Regions from separate parts of the Mus musculus genome. Here region 1 is linked to region 2. A link is a contact called in public HiChIP or PLAC-seq data. All regions are on one chromosome and are shown on one strand. Each heading gives the region's core, a stretch centred on a gene start, on an enhancer-like site or on the middle of the called end of the contact. The rest is flanking DNA. Distances are from core to core; before and after follow the strand shown. Region 1 overlaps Ccdc150 (coiled-coil domain containing 150). Region 2 overlaps Hecw2 (HECT, C2 and WW domain containing E3 ubiquitin protein ligase 2).

Evidence for each region. HiChIP or PLAC-seq counts read pairs in DNA pulled down with a chosen protein or histone mark.
Region 1: a FOXA1 HiChIP or PLAC-seq map of pancreatic cancer cells shows a contact between it and region 2. The contact joins two enhancer-like sites. A contact is called at or near these places in 1 of 115 datasets of contacts at active chromatin or transcription factors (pancreatic cancer cells) and 2 of 9 other capture datasets (adipose tissue and embryonic stem cells).

Annotation. Positions count from the first base shown.
Region 1 is chr1:54,321,569-54,324,603 of GRCm38.p6, reverse strand. The region is part of intron 15 of Ccdc150 (coiled-coil domain containing 150); the gene reads right to left. Among named protein-coding and RNA genes, the nearest start is that of Ccdc150, 72 kb to the right of the region's middle. Within about 2 kb of position 1,468, at least 2 of the 459 cell types and tissues checked have an H3K27ac peak or open chromatin away from gene starts, as enhancers often do. A contact at or near this core is called in pancreatic cancer cells, where this site is marked.
Region 2 is chr1:53,843,820-53,846,906 of GRCm38.p6, reverse strand. The region is part of intron 21 of Hecw2 (HECT, C2 and WW domain containing E3 ubiquitin protein ligase 2); the gene reads left to right. Among named protein-coding and RNA genes, the nearest start is that of Mir7681, 4.1 kb to the left of the region's middle. Within about 2 kb of position 1,391, at least 102 of the 459 cell types and tissues checked have an H3K27ac peak or open chromatin away from gene starts, as enhancers often do. A contact at or near this core is called in pancreatic cancer cells, where this site is marked.

The sequences.
Region 1 (3,035 bases), core at 219-2,718, 480 kb before region 2:
AGAGGAGGAGAAACGAAGGAAGGATAGAGGTCTGGAGGGAAGTGAGTTAAGAGCAAAGCTTCAGCAGACTCAGGAGAGATGGATGACAGTGGCAAATAGAGAGGTTAACAGTGAGGAGAAGTGAAAATAGAGATGAAGGAGATTAGAGAGGTCTGAAATGGGAGCAATATTCTGAATGAGAAATATTTAGAAGAGGAACCAGTAAGTAAGAGACAGGCAAGAGGAAGAGTTGAGGAAACATGAGGCTGACAAAGACAGAGACCAGATTCAGAATCAGAGATGTGCAGTGAGACAGAAGGATAAAACAGGGTAGAGGTGAACTATGAGAGAAGATAAGTGATAGGATAGGGACGTGATAATTAGATAACATCCAAAGGAAGCAAAGACAAGGAGGAGAAACAAAAAGATATATCTACATCTACATCTACATCTACATCTACATCTACATCTACATCTACATCTACATCTACATCTACATCTACATCTATCTATCTATCTATCTATCTATCTATCTATCTATCTATCTATCTATCTATCTATCTATCTATGGAGAGAGAGAGAGAGAGCATTGTATGAGATCTCCATTACAGTTAGGAAACAGCAGCAAAGAGGTAAATAAGAAAGACTACAGCTCAGCAAACTGGCACATGCTGATAATGCTAGCACTTAGAAATGATCTATAAGGAACAGGGAGCCAGGGAATTAAAAAGGAATAAGAGAAGATGCTAGCCACAATAGTCAGAGAAACTAGAGAACTTAGATAGTACCTGGCAACTACAGAAAGCTTTTGGCTAAAGATCAATGTGTTTACTGTAAAGAAAAAGGGCACTGGGTGAGAGACTGCCCCAACAAAAAGAAGAGGAGCCCCCCCCCCCTGCCTCGTGACCAAACCCTTCCACCTGTTTGTGGCTAAAAGTAAAGGGATAGCAAAAGGGGGTGCTAACACAGAAGCCGAGTCCTTGGAAGAGGCCTGTGGCCTACCTGCCGAAGCAGCTAGAAAAGAGACTGTGTTTCATATTCCCCCCACCGACCAGTTCAAATCAAGTTAGAGAAGTTCCTGAGCACTGTGGACTTTTGCAGACTGTGGATTCCAGGTTTTGTTGAATTAAAAACAGCCGTTCGTATGGAAAATAATGAACAATAGGCCTTTGATGCCATTAAGACTGCCCTAATGTTGGCTTCAGCGTTAGGCCTCCCAGATGTGACTGAGAACAAAGATATTGCCAAAGGGGTTCTTACTCAGAGATTGAGGCCCTGGAAAAGACCTGTGGCACACTTATCTAAGAAATTAGACCCTGTGACAGTGGGATGGCCTGCTTGCTTGCACACCGTGGCTACTATAACATTACTGGTCAAGGACGCAGATATATTGGCTTTGTGACAGAACCTGGTAATCTCAGTGCTGCATGCCCTAGAAAGTGTGTTTAAGCGCCCTGATCGATGGCTGACTAACGCTCGCATGACTCATTGCCAGACTCTGTTGTTCAACTCTGATAGAGTCACTTTTGCCTCCCGCAAGTCTGAACTCAGCTACCCTGCTCCCAGACCCAGACTTTCAGCAGGTTCTTGCTGAGACGCATAGGTGACATGGAGATCTGACAGACCAGTTACTAGAGGGTGCAGATGTTACCTGGTTCATAGACTGGAACAGCTATCTAGAAGAAGAGAAAAAAAAACATACTGGAGCAGCTGTGGTAGCTGGACAGGCCCTGCCAGAGGACACATCGGCTCAAAAGACTCAACATCTACATGGATAGCAGGTATGCTTTTGCCACAGCTCATGTCTATGGGACCATATATCAACAGAGGAGTCTACTGACACCGGGAAGAAAAAGAAAATAAAAACAAAGAAGAAATGCTGGCTCTACTGAGGCCCTCCATGACCCTGCCAAGGTAAACATCATCCACTGTCCTAGGCACCAGAAGAGAGATACCATGATAACAAGGGGCAACAACATGACAGACTGAGAAGCACAAGCAGTTACAACCATGGCCCTGCTGGTGCTCCTGGCAATGGAGCCCGAGTTTGCCTACGTAGCAGAGGATTTAGCCCTCATTTCCAAAGATTCCAGTCACCAGTTCAGCAAAAATAAGAGACTGTGATACACCTCCAGGGAAAGAAAATCCTGCCACAAAGACAAGCAGAAGCTGTGATCAAACAGATGCATCAGTGGACTCACTTAGAGGTAAGCAAGCTCATCCAGACATTCTCCAAGCCTAAGTACCATGTACCAGGTTTAAAACACCTTGTGGAACAGGTGGTGCACAAGTGTGTGTCCTGCCAAAGAGTCAATGTCTGCCACACTATAGTAGATCCAGGGAAAAGACACTGGGAAGACAGACCCGGTGTCTACTGGGAAATAGACTTTACTGAGAAAAATATGTATATGAATACCCTCTGGGTTTTGTGAACGTACTCAAGATGGATAGAAGCTTTTCCCTGTAAAAATGAGACTGTTCAGATAGTCATCAAGAAGATTACTGAAGAAATGTTTCCAAGTTTCAGAGTGCCAAAAGCAATAGTGTCAGATAATGGCCCTGCCTCTGTTGCCCAGATAAGTCAGGGTGTGGCCAAGTATTTAGAGGGCAAATGAAAATTACAATGTGTGTACAGACCTCAGAGCTCAGGACAGATAGAAAGAATGAATAGAACTCTAAAAGAGACCTTGACAAAATTAACCATGGAGACTGGCGTAGACTTGGTGCTCCTTCCCCTTGCCCTATTTGGAACTGAAATACTCCCTCTTGATTCAGTCTAGTTACTCTTTTTGAGATTGTTTATAGGGCTCCCATGCCCATAACTGTCTTAAATGATGTGTTTAAATCTACATGTTGTTGTAATAATGATCTGTATGCTAAGTTAAAAGGCTTGCAGGTGGTGCAGAAAGAATTCTGGTCATAACTGGCTACAGTGAATGAGCCGGGTACCCCAAAGACATCCCACCAGTTCCAAGTCGGAGATCTGATCTACGTGCACCTTCATCACGCCCAGACCCTCAAGCCTCGCTGAAAGGGTCCCTGCCTAGTCCTGTTTC
Region 2 (3,087 bases), core at 142-2,641:
AATTCATTATGTGCAAAGAGCTGTCAAGATGACATCAGTCATCAGTCTTGCAAGCCACACTTAGACTAGGGAGGAGCATATGCAAATAGTTTTAGTTTGTAGCATCTTTCTTTTGAGCTCTTTCTGTATTCCCCCAGGATAGGGAGATAAAAATAGCTAGGAAAGAAAATGATCTAAGATAGTTTACTTTTCCACAGCTAATCAATTACCCAGCATGGCTCACACATAACCAGATTGGGGAGTGAGCTGGAAAGCTGTGGAACTTCAGTTGAACTTGGGCTGCTGCTTGCCCTCTTCAAGGAAGCAGCTGCATCATCTGAATCATCTTTACCTGTCAAAGAAAGATGCGCTGTAGCCAGGCTTTAGCTTGGTACCACCAAGAGCAACTTTGTCTGGTCCTATTTCCACACTTAACTCCCAGGCCTCAGAAGCTTAGCCTCACTGCTCTGATTCAAATTCAACTGTGGTTGAATCAGAAGGTGCCTAGGCCTCGTGTGCCTGGACAAGCCTGGGGTAAGAGGTAGTGTGACTTCCTGAGGCCATTGTCTGCTCTCATTTTACAGACTGCTCCTATTGGAGTATTTTGTTTTCAGTTAATTTTTGTTATACTAAGAATGGAAGAATAAAGTTAACTATTTTAACCCATGTCAGGTGCTGCTAACTCGTGATGTGCCAGGCCAGCAGCACCATGGTGGGTACAATGCTTTGTCAGCGGGTAGGGCTTGAGACACTATGGCCACTCTACTGACATCTGTGCTTACTCAGAAATGCCCTCAAATGCAGCTGCTTTGTGGCTACACACCCGTTGTCCAGAGTTTCTGTGTTTCCTTGCCAAGTCTTTAACCATGTAACCAACCTAACCGGCAAAACAGGAATGTAACAAACGATCTCTGTGATATGAGTCACATTAACTATTTATATGGACGAGGTTGCTAAGGCGTTATAGGAGCTTCGTGACTGCAGGCCCTGCTGGAACATGTTCACTGAATTTCTAAACATAGATAGAAATTGCATCCCACAACATACCCCTAAATATGCAGTTCTACATTTGGAGTTACAAACAAAGTAAAGTAGAAAGACTATCTTAGCTTTGGAGTGATTCTATCCATGCATCAAGAGTTGAAAAAGAAGGAGGAGGAGGAGGAGGAGGAGGAGGGAGGGAGGGGGAGGAGGGGTTGGGGAGGCAGGGGTGGGGAGGAGAGAAAGATTAAAAAGTTTAATAGTTCAACGTTCAACGTACTTTTGTTTCTAAAAGAGCTATTTGTTTTCTTTTCTCCTGAGGTGAGTTTTGCTTTTCAGCTCAACTCCTCAGAGAATATACTCTTGTCTTTAACCACAAGAGGAACTAGTCAGAAAGGTCATTGTTGTCTTAACAAACTTCACCATGTTAGAAGATATTACATAGTGAACTTTCTAAGCCAACTCACTTGTTTGACAGTGGTTTCAGATTGAGTCATATCTTAGGGATTGGCACCTTTTGCTCGTGGCACTGCATTAATGTACCACCATCTCAGGGTAAACTGGCTTACATTTGTTCACACTGCCAGATGCCAAATAACAATGTAAGTTATGCTGATTTTCTTCAAGTGAGCATCAGGGAGCTCTAGTCACAACTCAGCAATGTTTATAGAGCCTCTACTGAGTATCATTCTGGGAACTTATAATGCAAAAAGAAGTGTCTTAATTAGGTTTCTATTGTGGTGATGAAACACCACGATCAAAAAGCAAGTTGAGGAGGAAAAGGTTTATTTTTGCTTACACTTCCACATCACAGTTCATCATCACCACAGGAAGTCAGAATAAGAACTCAAGTAGGGCCGAATTCTGGAGGCAGGGGTTGATGCAGAGGCCCTGGAGGGTGCTGCTTACTGCCTTGCTCTCCAAGGCTTGCTCTGCCTGCTTTCTTATAGAACCCGGGATCACCAGCCCAGGGATGGCCCCACCTACAATGGGCTAGGCCCTCCCCCATCAATCGCTAATTAAGAAAATGCCTTACAGGCCCGCCTGTAGCCTAATCTTCTGGAGTTCTTTTCTTAATTGAGGTTCCTCCTCTCACATAACTTTAGCTTGCATCAAGTTGACATAAAACTGTCCAGCACAAGGGTCACTAATTTTCAGTGAGGGCAAAGTCTAAATTTATGTATAAGGAGGCCGACACACACAAGTCATCAGAATGTACTCTGATAAGTGCAGTATTATTGAAATACTTAGAGTTAAATCTTAGGGACCACTGTCTAATTTTTAATGGAAAATCCACAGTAGAGCCAACTTTGCTTATACCAGTCATCTCAAAGAAAACAGGATCATTCTATCTTTTTCCTGATGTTTCAGCTCTCTGTGATCCTGATATACTCAGGATATCTGCAATGTGGAGAGCCCAGCAGAGGGGCAATCATATTAAGTCAGAGAGTGTTTATGTCTCCCTGGAGGAATCTCACTAAAGATTTATAGTAAGCTAGATATTTTAATAATCTGTTTCCCTCCTCCTTGTTTCTGTAGCAGCAGCCGTTGGCAACACATTGCTATAAAGAGACAGATAGTAAACAATTTTAGACTTTGCCCATCGTACGTTCTCTATGGCACGTACGCACCTCAGCATTTTATCAGCTATTAGCAACAGGCTATACACAAGCCAGAACAGTGCATTTCAGTATAGTCTTACTTACAAAACCAGGGCTTTGGCAGATTTGCCCTACTGATGTAGTTTACCAAGCCCCATTCTATAAGCAATATCGTTTTAATCTTGATAAACAGCTAGCATTTACTAAAGGGTATGGCTCATGAAATAACCTTAAACTTGAAATTAGGATACCTGATTAGGGTCTGAGACCTGGTACCACATCACAACACTCCCCTGATTCAGCTCACTACTTTGCCTCAGTCTTTGCTGTAAAAAGTGAGGAAATTTGACAAAATGACTTCCGTGACGTCTTTGACAATTGGTGTTCTAGCTTCATTTCTGTTGTCATGATAAATGTCACGATCAAAAGTACTTTTGGAAGGAAATGGTTTATTTTATCCTACAAATTCTAGCCCCTCATCACAGGAATCCAGGGCAGGAGCTCGCTCAAGGCAGGAGTTGGAGGC